2 separate regions of the Mus musculus genome follow, and region 1 is linked to region 2. A link is a contact called in public HiChIP or PLAC-seq data. All regions are on one chromosome and are shown on one strand. The core of a region is the stretch at or near the end of the contact, and the rest is flanking DNA. Distances in the headings are between cores, read along the strand shown. Region 1 has its middle 58 kb from the start of Gm31529. Region 2 overlaps Peak1 (pseudopodium-enriched atypical kinase 1).

Region 1 (2,700 bases), core at 42-2,541, 250 kb before region 2:
TAAAATCTGGAAGAGCTCATGGCCACCTCATCCCTGGACCCTCAGAGTCACCTCACTGGCTATGAGATCATTGAAACAAAAGTCCCCAAGGAGTCAGAATTTCCCCAGGAAGCTCATGCTTAGGGAAGGGAAGGGAGCCTGCCTCCCAGGAAGAGAGTCCATCAAGTTCTGAGCACTCCCAGCACTTGCTGGAAAGACTGGAGCAGAGACAACGATGGGTCAGCATGGGACTTGAGCCTCCAGAGCTGGGACCACACCGTGACCAGACTGCTTAGCTATGCACACCTCTTGCCCTCTATTTAAATCTAACCCTCATGTCAGGACTTTGGGGTGACTGCACCTTCTTATTTGTTCCATCCTTTCCAGTGTGGCCACATTGAAAAAAAAGCTCTTCTTTCTGTTGTTCACTGATTTTGGTTTGGTTTGGTTTTTCGAGACAGGGTTTCTCTGTATAGCTCTGGCTGTCCTGGAACTCACTGTGTAGACTAGGCTGGTCTTGAACTCAGAAATCCACCTGCCTCTGCCTCCCAAGTGCTGGGATTAAAGGTGTGTACCACCACTGCCTGGCTGTTGTTCACTGTTATTTGTCTCTTTAATTGATGTGTTGAGAATGTGTGACCAAGGGCTCATAAAGGCTGAGGCGGTCCGAGCTGTGACCTTAAGAACTCTGGTCTTGCTGGGCAGTGGTGGCGCATGCCTTTAATCCCAGCACTTGGGAGGCAGAGGCAGGTGGATTTCTGAGTTCGAGGCCAGCCTGGTCTACAAAGTGAGTTCCAGAGAGCCAGGGCTACACAGAGAAACCCTGTCTCGGAAAACAAAACAAAACAAAACTCTGGTCTTCTGCATATCCATAACATCATACGCTGTTTGCTTTTTGTTGTTTGGTTAGTCTGTATTCTTTACTCAGGAATCTATGGGAAACTTTATCCATGTCTAGCAAGACTCAACTAGTAATTCATTCCAGCTCATTGCAGCTTAGTGGTCCCTTGTATAGATATGCCACTATTCACAGTCACTCTATTCCACTGTCAACGAGTATTTGAGTCATACTACTGACTGTGCTGTGGCCTCTCACGGTGTGTAAACAAAGCTCTTATATCTGGTGTAACTTTATTTGGAGACAGACATTTAAGGAATTAATTAAGGTTAGAGAGTGTCATGAGTGTCCTTAGGAGAAGAGGGAAAGGCCCAGGCTGCACACATCCAAGGCACCATGAGGACCCTGAGAGAAGCAGCCGTGACTTGGCCAGGAAGAAAGGTTTCATCAGAAGCCGAGCTGCCCCTTTGATCTGGGCCGTGAGCCTCCAGAATCATCAGAAGTCTGATGTTCCGGGTGTGGCATTCTGTTAGGGCAGCCTGAGTAAGGAAGGGGCCGTGGTGAGCAAAGCTGCTTTAGAACACCCTCCCCAAAGACACAGTGCTTTCTTCCCGTGCAGCTGTCTCCAGGAGTGCAACATAAGGCTGGGTCGGGGTGCATGTTAGGGGAGGGGCACCATTCAAGAGCAAATGAAGTCAAGACATTGTGTTCCTAACGGCATCTAATCCATAGACCCCTTTCCAATTTCACCATGGAAAGGCTCATCTTCGACCACTCCTTGATTTAGTTGTCAAGTGTCTTTAGTCGCCTTCAGCCCCTGGCAGTTCCTCAATCTCTACTTTTGTGACCTTGACACTTGTAAAGATTACAGGCTGACTCTTTTGTTCTTTGTCCCTCGATTTCAGTTTTTCTGATCCTGTGTTCTCAGAGATGAAGTGGTACCCTTCCCTTGAGGCTGTTGGGATGCGTGCGTGTGCTCAATTTGCCCCATTACTAATGATAATGGCTTTTATTTGTTTGTTTATCTTGACACAGGATCTCACTATGTAATCCTGACTATCTTGGAACTCACTATGTAGACAAGGCTGGTCTTGAATTCATAGAGATACACCTGTCTCTGTTTCCAAGTGCTGGGATTAAGTACATGTGTGCTATCACACCTGACCTAAAACTGACTTTTTATAAAGATTTATTCTATCTATCTATCTATCTATCTATCTATCTATCTATCTATCTGTCTGTCTGTCTGTCTGTCTGTCTGTCTGTCTATCTATCTATCATCTAGATATATATCATCTATGTATGATATATGTATGTATGTATGTATGTATGTATGTATGTATCTACTTTGTGTGTGTGTGTGTGTGTGTGTGTGTGTGTGTGTGTGTGTAGCCCTGGCCATCCTGGAATTCACTCTGTAGACCAGGCTGGCCTCGAACTCACAAAGATCTGCCTGCCTCTGCCTCCGGAGTGCTGGGATTGAAGGCTTGTGCCACCACCACCCAGCTGATTTATTCTATTTTTATCTTATGTGTATGGGTGTTCTGAGTGCATCTGTTGTATGGACACCATGTGTGGACCTGGTGCCCAGGGAAGTAACAGGAGATTGTTGGATCTCCTGGAACTGAAGTTACAGACAGCTGTGAGCTACCATGTGGATGCCGGGAATTGAACTCTGATCCTCTGGAGGAAAAGCAGCAAGTACTCTTAGCTGCTGAGCCATGTCTCCAGGGCTGTTGTATTAACTTTTATTCTTCAACTAAGATGGTATATACGAGTTTCACTATAATTATTTAATAAACATTTTGCAAGTAAGTAACTGATAAGCGTTTTATAGGAAGATAGTTGAGATTATGTGAATATTCTGTTTCCCATCACATCAC
Region 2 (2,706 bases), core at 115-2,614:
GCATCATCCTGAGTGAGGTAACACAATCACAAAGGAACTCTCATAATATGTACTCACTGATAAGTGGATATTAGCCCAAAACTTAGAAGACCCAAGATATAAGATACAATTTGCTAAACGCATGAAACTCAAGAAGAATGAAGACCAAAGTGTGGACACTGTGCCCCTTCTTAGAAATGGGAACAAAACACCCATGGAAGGAATTACAGAGACAAAGTTTGGAGCTGTGATGAAAGGATGGACCAACTAGAGACTGCCATATCCAGGGATCCACCCCATAATCAGCTTCCAAAAGCTCACACCATTGCATACACTAGCAAGATTTTGCTGAAAGGACCCAGATAGAGCTGTCTCATGTGAGACTAGGCAGGGGCCTAGCAAACACAGAAGTGGATGCTCACAGTCAGCTATTGGATGGATCACAGGGCTCCCAATGGAGGAGCTAGAGAAAGTACCCAAGGAGCTAAAGGGATCTGCAACCCTATAGGTGGAACAACAATATGAACTAACCAGTACCCTGGAGCTCTGGACTCTAGCTGCATGTGTATCAAAAGATGGCCTAGTTGGCCATCACTGGAAAGAGAGGCCCATTGGACACACAAACTTTATATGCCCAGTACAGGGGAACGCCAGGGCCAAAAAAATGGGAATGGGTGGGTAGGGAAGTTGGGGGGAGGGTATGGGGGGCTTTTGGGATAGCATTGGAAATGTAATTGAGCAAAATACGTAATAAAAAATATTAAAAAAAAAAAAGGTTATACTTCCTAACCATCCCCCAAATAGCGCCACCAACTGGGGACTATGTGTTCAAACATCTGAGCCTCCTGGGGACATTCTCACCCTAATCATCACAAGGGAGAACAAGGGATACTTGTCTGCTGTGTCTGCCTTTTTTTTCCCTTTCCTTTCTTAAACATCATGATCTCTAGCACAAAGGACAGTCTTAAGAGGTTTCACCAGTATCAAGCTTTAAAGTCTATATATTAATCCCAAATTTTCCAAATTATATAACTTGAAAAGCTTTACTTCTTAATTTTACTGCTTCTCCATGTCCAAACATCTTTCCCCAACCCCTACCATAAAGAGATAATCAGGCCTACCTCTCTCTAGGTTGATGAGAGAGCAGCGAGGAACACATCATATCCTGAACATCGTCTCTTCATTATTTTATTTGATCATCAGAGAAAATTCAGTGTCCATTTTTATCTTAATATATTCATGGCCCCTTTCCAAGAACATCAGGTACCTTGGAAGTAGCCTGACATTTAGCCAAAGACATGAATGACTAATTCAGAGTTGCATCTTAAAGACAGAAGCAGGATTTGGGTTTCCAACCACAACTATGTTAAACATCACACTTAGACCACACTTGTTCCCCGTGTGCATCTGATTCATCTGCTTTTTGTAGGAGTTGGTATTTATTTTTGCCTTCTGTGTTGCTTCAAGTCAGACAAAGCTTTGATATTAACTCTTACTGCAGTCTTCTGGCGAGAGCTGGCTGTGACCTGGGAGTGGTGGTGTGCTCAGCACATCACTCTTCACATTCAGGTGTTCAAGGACCATCATGCTTGCTCATTCATTCATTCATTCATTCGTTCCATCTTACCTCCCTCCCTCCTTCCTTTGTAGATTTATGGTGCATTTATCAATTGTACTTTCACAGTTATGCAATAGACTGTTGTTTAGAGTAATTTGGAAGTTGTCTAGTCTCCTTAGGTTGTCTTGGGCATTGCTTTCCCTTCGCTGAGTCAGGGGTCTGTTTCCTTAGGGTAGCTATGTTTTGTGTTTGAGTTGATATATGATTGGTTTTGATATTTTGTCTTACTGGATTTTATCTCAAAATATGAGGCTTGTTTTTTTTTTAATATGTTTTCATTTTGTGTATATGGGTTTAGTTTTAGGTATCACATGTGTGTCTGGTGCCTGCAGAGGCCAGGAAGAGTCAGACCTCCAGGAACTGGAGTTAGAGGTGGTGTGAGCACCGTGCTCTTACCTGCAGAGCTGTTTCTGCAGCCCCAGAACTTAAAAGTCTTAGAAAACCTACTCTATGCTGAATGCTACCCCAAAATATTTTTCATTTAAATTGTCTACTATGACCAAAACTTTGAAAGCAGTAGGTCTATCGGAAATTATTAAACCATAGTAATGGAATTTTTAAAGATTATTCAATCATTGCCCAGAAACCTCATCATGAAAATGTTCATGTCATTTTACTTTTAATTACATTCAAACTAATTAAATTCTTCTTGAATGCTGTATTAAACTCTACCTCTTGATTTTAAGCAAGAGCCCAAGGAAAATAATAAAAATTGCCTTTGCCACTAGGGAGATTTTTCTGGTCTATAACTGCAAATTTTGTTGTTTCTATTATTGGCTTGCACTCTTCTAAGGATTCTTTGGGGTAATACTTTCATTTTAAGCAACAGCCATTGCCACACATCATAAACAAGCACCGGGGCCTCAAAGCTCTGTCTTGTGGGCTTCTTTTAGAAGGTGGTGTGTATTGTCTTCAACTTTGAAGGTACCCTTCTAAATCACACTTTTTATCATAATCCCTAAATTCCCCAAAGGGATCATATTGAAACTTCTTTTAGAGTTAAGTTCCTCTTATGAGTTGAATTTTCAAGGAGCAATCTTTTTCCCCACCATTTCCTTATTTTCTGTGGGAGATGACTAATGTTTGTCATTGATCGCTATATGCCAGGC

What was found. HiChIP or PLAC-seq counts read pairs in DNA pulled down with a chosen protein or histone mark.
Region 1: a FOXA1 HiChIP or PLAC-seq map of pancreatic cancer cells shows a contact between it and region 2. The contact joins two enhancer-like sites. A contact is called at or near these places in 6 of 484 Hi-C or Micro-C datasets (embryonic fibroblasts, erythroid progenitors, group 2 innate lymphoid cells and 3 more) and 7 of 115 datasets of contacts at active chromatin or transcription factors (the HPC-7 cell line, T-cell acute lymphoblastic leukemia, Th2 cells and 4 more).

Annotation. Positions count from the first base shown.
Region 1 is chr9:56,521,217-56,523,916 of GRCm38.p6, reverse strand. No RefSeq gene overlaps it. Among named protein-coding and RNA genes, the nearest start is that of Gm31529, 58 kb to the left of the region's middle. Within about 2 kb of position 1,291, at least 10 of the 459 cell types and tissues checked have an H3K27ac peak or open chromatin away from gene starts, as enhancers often do. A contact at or near this core is called in pancreatic cancer cells, where this site is marked.
Region 2 is chr9:56,272,414-56,275,119 of GRCm38.p6, reverse strand. All of the region lies in intron 3 of Peak1 (pseudopodium-enriched atypical kinase 1), which reads left to right. All of the region lies in intron 5 of Peak1os (a long non-coding RNA gene), which reads right to left. Among named protein-coding and RNA genes, the nearest start is that of Peak1os, 32 kb to the right of the region's middle. Within about 2 kb of position 1,364, at least 53 of the 459 cell types and tissues checked have an H3K27ac peak or open chromatin away from gene starts, as enhancers often do. A contact at or near this core is called in pancreatic cancer cells, where this site is marked.